Regions from separate parts of the Mus musculus genome. Here all the other regions are linked to region 1. A link is a contact called in public Hi-C data. All regions are on one chromosome and are shown on one strand. The core of a region is the stretch at or near the end of the contact, and the rest is flanking DNA. Distances in the headings are between cores, read along the strand shown. Region 1 overlaps Camk1d (calcium/calmodulin-dependent protein kinase ID). Region 2 overlaps Gm29857 (a long non-coding RNA gene). Region 3 overlaps Ccdc3 (coiled-coil domain containing 3).

Region 1 (3,345 bases), core at 557-3,056:
CCCTTTCCTCATGGGACTGTTAAGTTATGAATTTCTCTTGAAACTCTGAAATTTCTCTCTCTCCCCTCCCCCTCTCTCTGGTGTGTGTGCGTGTGTCTGTATGTTTGTATACACACACACACACACACACACACACAAGCAAGAGAGAGAGAGAGAGAGAGAGAGAGAGAGAGAGAGAGAGAGAGAGAGAGAGAGAAAAGACCAGAGGATAGCTTTGAGGTTTTGTTTCTTGGTCACCCATTTACTATGCTTTTTGACACAGGGCTTCTGCTTGCCTTGATATTCCAAGTAGGCTGGGTCAGCTGCATTGGCCTGTCTCCATTTCCCTAGTGATGGGAATACAAACCTGGGCTGCCATTCCTGTTTTGTTGTTGCTTTAATATGTACTCTGGGACTTGAACTCATGGCTTTAAGCTTGCAAAGCAAGCACCTTACCAATTGAACAGTCTTCTTGGTGCCACCCCCATGGGATTTCTAGAAATCTAGGTGAATAGCAGCCAGTTGATTTTTCACAAACTGTTTATAGTGTCCTGAGTATGTTGTAAGCAGTGCTTAAGCTGGCCCTGAGATACTTCCTAAGAGCTAATATCCTTTGGGTCCTGGTCTTTTATTATCAGGGCACCACCAAACTATAAACTCAGAACTGCTTCAGCACACTCAGCCACCCGGTACTGCGAAGCCAAGAGGTGAGGTCTGTAGCAAGCTTCTTTTGAAAACTCTGGGACAAAGCAAAACCCGATTCTAATCGCGACGCTAATCTCAGCTCCAAAGAAACTCGCTGCTACTTTCCCAAAAAAGAACAGAGGACCTTGTGCTTCTTGTACACTCAATGGAAATGATAAGAAAAACAGATATGAGATTAAAAACAAACATAGAGCTAATCACGAAACATGCTCATTAATACCTGACATATAGTTGCCTGAAAGAGGTTCTCACTCATTAGAATGTGCCAGGTTCTCTGCAGCCTGGTCTGACCCAGACAGACTGGGTGACATCATTAATTACCAAAATGCAAAAGTCAAGGAACAGCGGATCCAGCAGCTTGGATCCAGTGTGGGCACATTCCTAGAACACCAAGGCCTGTCGCAGTGGGAACGTTGGTCCTCTAAGTCTGCAAAGCCACAGGCATTAGGCAAGTGTTCAAAACAGACTTCCCTCTGCTCTGCTTCTCTTCTTCTTCATTTTTTTATTTGACAGTTCGCTAACTGCTCTCTAAATAAATGTCACCCTATTCCATCTGCTTTGTCAGAATGCCTATGATCGTACTCGGGTCCCAGCTGCCTTGCATCTCCTGTGAAAAGAGGCGGTCGCCCTGGGACCTCCTCTTCTCAGGACGCCTGGGTCTCTGTGGTCCTGTGGAAGGTCCTGCCTCCTGTTGGGCCATGTTTCTGAGCCTGTGCTTAGGCAGCTAATAGTCTGAAGTCATCCTGGGGTCTGTGAAACCAAGAGTGGTGTGAATGTGGCTCATCAGTGACGAGAAAATAATGGGTTTTGGAGGGAGGGCAGAAAATGGAAACAAGAATTTTGCCCCAGGCGTTGTTTTTACCCCTTCCTCCATGTGAGTTTAAAGCAGTGTTGGCGAGGGGAAGCTTTGCGAACTCAAGCCTTCAGTGTGAGGGGTGGATGAAGTCGAGGCCTGATCTATGTCGGCAACAGTATCCCATACAGGCGAGGCTGCAGTATTCACATTTACACATCCACAGGGAACGTGAACCCAGCTTAGAAGGTGCTTTGGATACTCCATGCCCACATCAAGCAGAGCTAATAAACCCCCCTGAGGGGTTTGCCTCTCTTCCAAGAACACTGAACACCTTAATGGCCTCCAAGTCTCCAAGTGTCTGTTCTCAGGGTCCAAGTGCCCTGGGCACATATATTATTCTTCAAAACAGGTACCAAAAAGGCAACAATACTACCACAAAGCAGTAGTCTTGCCAAGCTTGCCTAAGAAATATTACAAACAAGCGTTGCAGGTGACCAGGTGGAACTTGTCAATGTTTCTCACTCCCCTAAGGGGGAGTAACGGGCTGGCCGTGTGGCTGGCTGTGTGGCCCTAAACTCTCCTCAGGACAGCCAGAATCTTACTGTTAGTACACGGTCTGTTGTCAAGAAAATGTATCCCCCTAGGATAACTTTATAGTGGCCACTAAACCTGAGGGCTCACCAGTCACCTAAGCATCTAAATTCTTTCTCAACTGTTTAACAACTGAGCAGTTTGTGTCCACTTAGATCATTTGAGAAGGTTTTTTGGTTTTTTGTTTGTTTTGTTTTTTTAAGACAGATTTTCTCTGTGCAACCCTGGCTTCCCTGGAACTTACTCTGTAGACCAAGCTGGACTTGAACTCACAGAGTAAAACCTGCCTCTGCCTCTGCCTCTCTGCCTCTCTGCCTCTCTGCCTCTCTGCCTCTCTGCCTCTCTGCCTCTCTGCCTCTCTGCCTCTCTGCCTCTCTGCCTCTCTGCCTCTCTGCCTCTCTGCCTCTCTGCCTCTCTGCCTCTCTGCCTCTCTGCCTCTCTGCCTCTCTGCCTCTCTGCCTCTCTGCCTCTCTGCCTCTCTGCCTCTCTGCCCCTCTGCCCCTCTGCCTCTCTCGGGTACTGGGATTAAAGGCATGTGTTGCCACTGCTTGGTGAGTAGTTTTAATAAACAGATCACCATGCACAGGGCACATCCCAGGGCAAGTAAATTTAAAGGTCCAGGAACAGGACTAGGTATCGAGGGCGAATGGGTGGGTGACGTTTGGCTGATGAAGCCCAGGGCTTTGTACATGCAAAGCTGCATTCCCTGTCAGGTTTCCGTAGATCTTAAAATTTCTCAGATAAGTCTAACATAGGATTGGTCTTGTGACCCACGGCTGGTTTTCCAAGGGTAGTAATAGAAAGCAGAAAGCAATTGGCAGTCAAATATTCCAACATTTTGTAAGCCCATCAGCCCATGAGGATCTGTAAGGCTTTATGGATGTCAGAATAAATTGTCTATTCTTTCATTGAGTTCTGTGAGCTGAGCATTGGACACACACACAGACACACACATACAGACACACACACACACACACACACACATATAGACACAGATACACACAGACACACACACACACACACACACACACACACACTCGCGCGCTCGGGTCTAAATTATTTCTCCTTTGGATGAAAGACAACCAGGCCCTCTTCTGGAAAGTATTTTATAAAATACATAAGCAAACTATTGAGTATTTTTTCTGAGTTCAGGCAATGTGAGGTTGATTATAGAAAGAGGAGCAGGTCATTCTTGTATGAATGACTTCAAAGTCCAGTAAATCCCACATCTGATTGATGAACTTAACCATGCAGAGGAGCCCGTGAAGTGTGAG
Region 2 (3,730 bases), core at 607-3,106, 290 kb before region 1:
TGATCTAGGACAGTGTTCTCAGCCTCCCTAATGCTGCGACCCTTTAATACAGTTCCTCATGTTATAGGGACCCACAACCATAAAATTATTTTTGTTGCTACTTCATAAGTGTAATTTTGCGACTGTTATGAATCGTAATGTAAATATTTTTGCAGATAGAAGTTTGCCAAAGGGCTTGTGACCCACAGGTTGAGAACCACTGCTCTAGGGAATTGGGATTTCGAGGGGAGTCAGAGTGAGGGATGGATACTCCTTGGAGGTGTATATAGTAAGCTTTTTCCCTTTTCTGTTGTTTGAGTCTTTTGGTACTTTGAGATGAAAATTATTGACAAATATCTGGCTTACAAAGGGAACTCATTTTTCTGGGCATAGCACCAGAGAGGGGCAACAAGAAGGGATATAATGGTAGAAAAAGTTAGGGTTTCATTGCTGTGAAGAGACACCATGACCAAGGCAACTCTAAGAACAACGTTTAATTGAGGCTGGCTTATAGTTTCAGAGAGCACACGAGTGTCTAGGCAGACATGGTGCTGGAGAAGGAACTTCGAGTTCTACACCTTGGTCTGCAGGCAACCAGGAGGAGACTGCCTTCCTAGGCAACCAGGAGGAGACAGACTGTCTTCCTAGGCAGCCAGGAGGAGGCGCTGAGATTTTCACACTGGGTGGAGTTGAACACTAGACCACTTCAAAGTCCACCCCCACAGTGGCACACCTACTCCAGCAAGGCCACACTTCCACTAACAAGGCCATACCTCCTAATAGTGCCACTCCCCATAGGCCAAGCATGAGTCAATGGGGCCAAACCACCAGAGGAAGTGATATCAATCTTGCTAGATAAATTCTCTTGCTTTCCTGGGTCCAAGTTTCTTCTTGGGTAAACTGGCGGTAATAACTATTCCTAAAATAACTCCCAGAAAGCCCTTGACAGCCTTCTCCTTGGCCACAGGGCTCTTGTATAAATCCCAATTATCGCTGGATGTCTGAGTTCCTCCCTGTAGCCATCTGAAGCTCCCAATCAGTGACCTCATAGACTTGATGATAATCTCAATTTATTTAAAGAATATACATCTCATGATCTAAATGCTTTATGTGGCCCAACTTGCTTTATCTTTGCAACAGTGTGCAGTAGTTATACGACTTGAAGATGGGGAAACTGAGGCACGTGGAAGCTTTCTTTACTGCCTTGCTGCTGTGACTCAAGCAAGTAGGTCACTGGCCATCTCTGCCCAAGCTTATAGCTTCTGCTTCAGCTATACCTTTGATGACCTGACTGATGGCCTATACCTTGGGGGCCCTGATTAGAAAAGCAAGATGACTCTTGCAAACACTTTCTGGAAGAACATGCATTTCCAGTTCCCAAAGCCAACTTCTTTTCAAACTTATGGAGAGAGATTCCTTTGGAAAGTCAATGCTGCTGGTGATTAGGGAGGTGGGGGGGGGGGCAAGGGGGTCTTGAGCCTCTGTGGAATTGAGCTGAGTTTAAAGGTGCTCCCCCAGCTCCCTGCTCACTCCCTGTACATCCTAGGGCTCATTCTTCCAATCAGCAACTTCCCAGCAGTTGCTTTAGGTGTTGGACAATCCACCTGACCTGGCCTCGTTTCCAGTGGCTCCTCACACATAACTCTCTGGAGACAGCTGTGCTGTGTCAAGAGCCAGCTCCCACGTGGGAGGTCCGATTTACTGGGCAGCTCAGGAGACTATCAAATATTTTAACTATTACTTGTCACCTGAATGGGAACATTTTCCACACACCCATCACATGTCAGCAGCGGGGAGATGGAAGAGAATCTTGTTCTTCCTGTCCCTTATTAAGAAGAGGCTGCGCATAGCACCTCCAAGTAAGGAGTCCTAGGGTCGCTGCCGCTGCTCGCTCGGACTTTACGCATGCGCTCTATGGCCTGAGCAGACTGTCCAGCTCACTACATTAATCCTCCCCGTTTTACTGCTAAGGAAGCAGGAGCTTAGAGAATGGATTTACACTACAAGTAGGGCTGAGGTTGAAATTTGGAAACATCCAACTCCAAAGACTGTTTTCCTGACCACCAGGCTGTCTTCTTACCGCTGCCGTGGGTCTCAGCGAGGATGAAGCGGATGCTCATGCGTGAATCCACGCACTGGGCAATTTGTAAAACTTCCCACTTGCTTCTAGAATCCATCGCTGGGATGGACTGGGTTTATTTGGATGATGATGGGCAAAATGTTGTATTTTGTGTTTTTAACAGCTCAGGGTTTGACAGCTGGGAGGGAAGCAGACAGAATGCAGAGAGCAGCTCCTGGGAGGCAAGGGAAAAAAAATGAATTTAAAAATCAAATTCCTAAGGCCAGAGGTGGTAGCACACACCAGTATTCCCAACACTTGGGCTGGGGGGCAGGGAGGGCCTGAGGCAAGCCTGAGCTACAAAGCAAGATGCTTTCAAAACACAAGACAAAAAAAAAAAAAAAAAAAAAAACCAAAAAAAAAAAAAAACAAAAACAAAACCTCAACCCAAAATGTCAGCCTCCTAGAACTGACGAGACGGAGGCTGTATCAGTGGTTAACCAAGGGCTCCAGGCTACAGTACAGACTTGTCAAGTTCAGACACTCCTTGTTTAGCATTAACAACCCACTATCAGCAATTTCAAGAAGTCCATCTCACTAAAGACCATAGAGGTGAATAAGAAAACAGGGTGTGGGGGCTGATTCAGAGAAAATGGTTTTGCTGAAATGTTTTGTGCTTTGGATACACGGTTCAGTAAGTTCATCTCTTTTCCCAGTTTATTAAAATGGCCCTTTGCAGAGGTAGCTGTAAGGTATATAAACGGCTAGCCAGGGTTGTCACCTTTCTCTTTGAAATACCAGGGCTAGATTTTCTCTGAGTTTGATTGGACTTTCTTCTGATTTCGTGAGGTTTGGCTGTCTCTGAAGTGTTCCATTATAGTATGCACAATAGCTTAGTAATGGCCAATAGTTTGTGTGCAGTGGTCTAGAACACAGGTATATGGTGTATACAGAGTGCTGGAGGTATGACCATCAATGAAGCAAAACCTAACTAACTGCTGTAGGTAGCTTGATTACTCACTCGGAATTCTTCCTTTAAGGATAGTACTGGAAAAGACCAGCCATCCCCAGATCCGTGTGATTTGGGGGCTGGAAGGAGGTTTGGATATAGCCAACTCCTTTTCACACATTCCTCAGGAACATAAATTCTCATAAGAACCCAACCCAAAGCCGGGCAGTGGTGGCACACGCCTTTGATCCCAGCACTTGGGAGGCAGAGGCAGGTGGATTTCTGAGTTCGAGGCCAGCCTGGTCTACAGAGTGAGTTCCAGGACAGCCAGGGCTACACAGACAAACCCTGTCTCAGAAACAAACAAAAAAACCCCAAAAAACCAAAAAAAACAAAAAACAAGAACCCAACCCAAAGAAAACATGGAAAAAACCCCACCCCTCACACTATATATGCCTCAGTGGTCTGTCCTCTTGCCTAGTGCTAAGCTTCACAGGGGAACAGCACATTGGCTCTCACATATAGCCACATCCCTCGCCCCACCCCTCACCTTCATCTTGATCTCAGTAACTCAAAAACAACACCAGGCTGCCTTTCTGGTCTCAAGGAGTCTAGGAGGTAAAGTAGGTTGTTCATTACAGGTTATTATTATTATTATTATTATTATTATTATTATTATTATTATTAATTATTTTGCTTGTAACTTATTTTATTTTATTTTGGCAGCTCAAGATAGACAGAAA
Region 3 (3,819 bases), core at 260-2,759, 310 kb after region 1:
GTCCTACAATTAGTTATATATAATGATGTCAGCACTATTTGTGATGATGCTGTACTAGAAATGACTCAAAAACCAAACAGCAGGAGGCTCCATTAAACATGACATATCATGTTAAATCCATACAATGGAATATTGTGCAGCCATTTAAGACGTTCAGAAACAGAAAGATCCTTGAAATCTATATGTGAATAAAGCGATGCACAGGTAAGTGCCTCAGTGCTCCAGCAGCCTAGCAAAGACAACAGTAAATAAGACATGTTGAACTGTGTTTGCAGCATCAAAACACAGATTGAATGTTTGCACAAGAAACTAAGAACCCCGGCTGTTTGTCTGTGGGGTAGGTAAGAACTGGGGAGCAAGCGTCAGAGAGGGAGATCTGCTGTTAGCACATGAATGTGTCATCTCTTTGCAATTCAATTAACATACTTTTTCAGAGTGCTCCTGCCCAGTAGTTATTAAATGTATTAAATGCTGCTGAATGGAAGAAAATATGAATAGTTACTTACTCATTCCCATCCCTCTACTGTTCTGTGGTGGTTTGTAGACACTTGGCCCAGGGAGTGCCACTATGAGGAGGTGTGGCCTTATTGGAGTGGGTGTGGCCTTGTTAGAATAGGTGTGTCACTGCGGGTGCAGCCTTTAAGACACTCATCCCAGCTGCCTGGAAGCCAGTCTTCTAGCAGCCTTCAGATGAAGATGTAAAATTCTCAGCAACTCCTGCACCATGCCTGCCTAGATGCTGCCATGCTTCCTGCCATGATGATAGTGGACTAAACCTCTGAACCTGTAAGCCAGCCCCAATTAAATGTTGTCCTTATAAGAGTTGCCTTGGTCGTGGCATCTGTTCACAGCAGTGAAAGCCTAACTAATACATATTCTCCTCAATCTAGGGAGTTGGGCTGGGATTAGCAGTTGCCAGTCCCCGCAGGTCTTAGGAGTTACCTGGTGGGTGGGGGTGGGGTAATAGGAACCTTTTTTTTTTTTAGTTGCGTGTGTGTGTGTGTGTGTGTGTGTGTGTGTGTGTATGTGTGTGTGTGTGTGTGTGTATGTATGTGTGTGTGTGTGTGTGTGTGTGTGTGTGTGTGTGTGTGTGTGTATGCAAATGTGAACATGAAGGCACTCAGTTCCCTGGAGTTGGGGTTACAGGTGCCTCTCAAGCCACCTGACATGGATGCTGGATGCTGGGAACTCTGCAAGAGGAGGATATGCTCTCTCCAGCCCTAGAGAGTTTTTTTTTTTTTTAAATTGTAAAAACGCAATGCTGAAAGCCTTTGAAATGACTACAGTCATGATGAATCCGGAAGTGCTTTGCATTGTTTACAAAGTGCATTGGATACACACTCCAGTGCAGCAATCTTTGTTTCTGCGGGCCTCATCTTCTAGATGAACAAACTTCAGCTACAAGAAGTGGAAGGACCTGCCCAAGGTCAGTCCTCCTGACACCGAGCCATCCAGATCCAATGAAGAGTTTACATTCCTTCTGAAGCAGCCTAGGATGAGACAGCTCCTTCCCCACTCCAGACAAGGAAAGGAGAATGTGCGGATAGCGGAGGGCAGCCTGACCTTCACAGGTTTTATTTTAAACCCATGCCATTTTATGACAGACTAATGTAAGTCAGGTCAGGGTAGGTCTTGGTCCCAGGGGATAGTACTGGCAGAAAAGGAAAAATGTCCAACTTCTGTTTTGACTGTTACACTCACCCAAGCAGGGGGAAAACAGAAAGGAAAAATGTTCTTGGCTGGAGTGCAGAGAATCCTGCTAGTAAAGACTGATTGCCAAAGACATCCCCTCAAGCCCCATTAGCACCGTGACACCAGTGGAGAGGAGCTGAGCACTTGGTGACACTCCCGATGTCTTGGCAACTTTTGAAAGCAAGATTGTGTCTCTATAAACTAAGTAAGGGGTGAGGAGGGGGTATTTTAAAAATAAAGTACTGGGAAGAGACCAGAGTGAGGGAGGATTTTGCTCCTTCTGATCCAGTTGAATGGCAGCCTGGGTCTGGTGCATGAAAGCATCCCCATGTAAGAGTTCCCTACAACCCCATCCCATCCCTCCAGATCACCTTGGTCCTTCATGACTGGAGTCTAGGTCACCTGTCCAGGCTGCAAGGAAGCTTGGAGGGCAACAGCATCAACAACAAGACACATAAGAGCTCGCTACACACCTACACTACACATAAGACACTGAGAACAACAATGTCCAAGGCCACTCACTCACTGAACACGTGAGGGATTAGTGGGTTCTCATTCACAAAAGCCTCCCAGCCCAGCATTTATTCCTACTTGGAGGACAGTGACCTACACAACAATTCTGAACCATCAGGAGGTTGTGGGAAAACAAGTAACAAGTCTGAGATCATAGGCAAGCTCGTCCTAGGAAGAGGCTTGCCTGCCCCCAGGAAGGGTACCTGTTGTTGCTTGCTTGCTTTTCAGTTTGTGTTTGCTGTTTGGAAGGAAGGAAGGAAGGAAGGAAGGAAGGAAGGAAGGAAGGAAGGAAGGAAGGAAGGAAGGAAGGAAGGGATGGTAACTCTTCCTGAAGCTCTTTGTCCACACGTGACCATTTGAATCACTCTGAGCAACCATTAGAATCACCCACACACAACCAAATGAATTACTTCACACTACAGAGAAAGACTACAAGGTTCACAATAGAATTTTTACAAGTAAATATATTGATTCTAAGGTAAATTTTGTGTGTTTATGCATATCTCTCTCTCTTTCTCTCTGTGTGTGTGTCTGTGTGTGTCTGTGTGTGTGTGTGTGTGTCTGTGTGTCTGTGTGTCTGTGTGTGTGTGTCTGTGTGTGTGTGTGTGTGTGTGTGTGTGTGTGTGTGTGTATGTCTGTCTCTGTCTCTGTCTGTGTCTGTGTCTGTGTCTGTGTCCGCAGCCATGTATGATATTCTTGTGAAGGTCTGAAGATGGCCTTCAGGTGTCGGTCTTACCTTATACCTCATTTGAGACAGGGTCTGTTTACACTGACTATGCTAGACTAGCTGACTGAAGAGCTTGTAAAACTTACCCTGTCGCTGCCTCCTGTTTCCCAGTAGGAGCATGCTAGGATTATGGATACCTGCACTATGCATCCAACTTTGATGCAGGTTCTGAGGGTCCTGACTCAGGTTGTTAGGTTTGTGTGATATTGAGATGAGGCTGCTCTGAGTTACCCCATGTGATCTAAAGCAGTGGTTTATCAACTTGTCTGTCCCCCAAGACCTTTTTTACTCCATTTTAAGAAAGGAAGACTGCAACCCCTGTATAAACACACAACCCCTGTGTAAAACACACAAAAAACACCTGCCAGGCGCCACAGACCGATAAATGACCAGAAGTAAAGGGAAAGCCACCCTACACATTTATCTGGAGTGAATTCAGACTATGGAAGCATATGAATGCATTAAACTCCTATCAGGGTAACCAGACCTAAGAACTTATTAAACACACCAGACAAAAGCAAAAGGTTTTACCAGAGTATAACCCACTTGACTGGATGCCATCAAGTGACAGACACCTAATGTGATCATATGGTGTCATACCAACCTATCACCTGATGGCCAGTATGTACATCAAGGACCAACCAGCAGAGAACTCCCCAACCTCCCTGGAGCTTCATCTCCACTGGGGATCCCTCTGCTAACCCAGCCAATGCAACCACCTGCCTCTCCACCATTCAACCACGTGAACCTGCAGCCAAAACAGCCCATGTTGGGTTCTGTCACCTTCCACAAACAGACAAGTCTGTGAGATATTCGCTTGATTCGTGATTGATGAAAGAGGGCCAGCCCACTGTTGAGGGATGACATCCCTGGCTGGGCCAGTGGTT

Evidence for each region. A called contact is a pair of places that touch in the nucleus more often than the background predicts.
Region 2: a Hi-C map of uterus shows a contact between it and region 1, with 5 times the contacts expected there. The contact joins two enhancer-like sites. A contact is called at or near these places in 3 of 484 Hi-C or Micro-C datasets (bone marrow-derived macrophages and uterus), 3 of 115 datasets of contacts at active chromatin or transcription factors (embryonic basal ganglia, embryonic fibroblasts and pancreatic cancer cells) and 1 of 9 other capture datasets (embryonic stem cells).
Region 3: a contact with region 1 is called in a Hi-C map of uterus, with 4 times the contacts expected there. The contact joins two enhancer-like sites. A contact is called at or near these places in 4 of 39 promoter capture datasets (cranial neural crest, embryonic stem cells, hippocampal neurons and 1 more), 2 of 484 Hi-C or Micro-C datasets (nephron progenitors and uterus) and 2 of 115 datasets of contacts at active chromatin or transcription factors (embryonic forebrain and stem cell-derived neural progenitor cells).

The regions. Positions count from the first base shown.
Region 1 is chr2:5,452,857-5,456,201 of GRCm38.p6, reverse strand. The region is part of intron 2 of Camk1d (calcium/calmodulin-dependent protein kinase ID); the gene reads left to right. Among named protein-coding and RNA genes, the nearest start is that of Gm36853, 28 kb to the left of the region's middle. Within about 2 kb of position 1,806, at least 3 of the 459 cell types and tissues checked have an H3K27ac peak or open chromatin away from gene starts, as enhancers often do. A contact at or near this core is called in uterus, where this site is marked.
Region 2 is chr2:5,744,742-5,748,471 of GRCm38.p6, reverse strand. It overlaps Gm29857 (a long non-coding RNA gene), which reads right to left. Exons shown (of 3, transcript XR_373964.2): 2 at 3,538-3,598; 3 at 2,119-2,273. Among named protein-coding and RNA genes, the nearest start is that of Gm29857, 19 kb to the right of the region's middle. Within about 2 kb of position 1,856, at least 16 of the 459 cell types and tissues checked have an H3K27ac peak or open chromatin away from gene starts, as enhancers often do. A contact at or near this core is called in uterus, where this site is marked.
Region 3 is chr2:5,146,096-5,149,914 of GRCm38.p6, reverse strand. The region is part of intron 2 of Ccdc3 (coiled-coil domain containing 3); the gene reads right to left. Among named protein-coding and RNA genes, the nearest start is that of Ccdc3, 10 kb to the right of the region's middle. Within about 2 kb of position 1,509, at least 5 of the 459 cell types and tissues checked have an H3K27ac peak or open chromatin away from gene starts, as enhancers often do. A contact at or near this core is called in uterus, where this site is marked.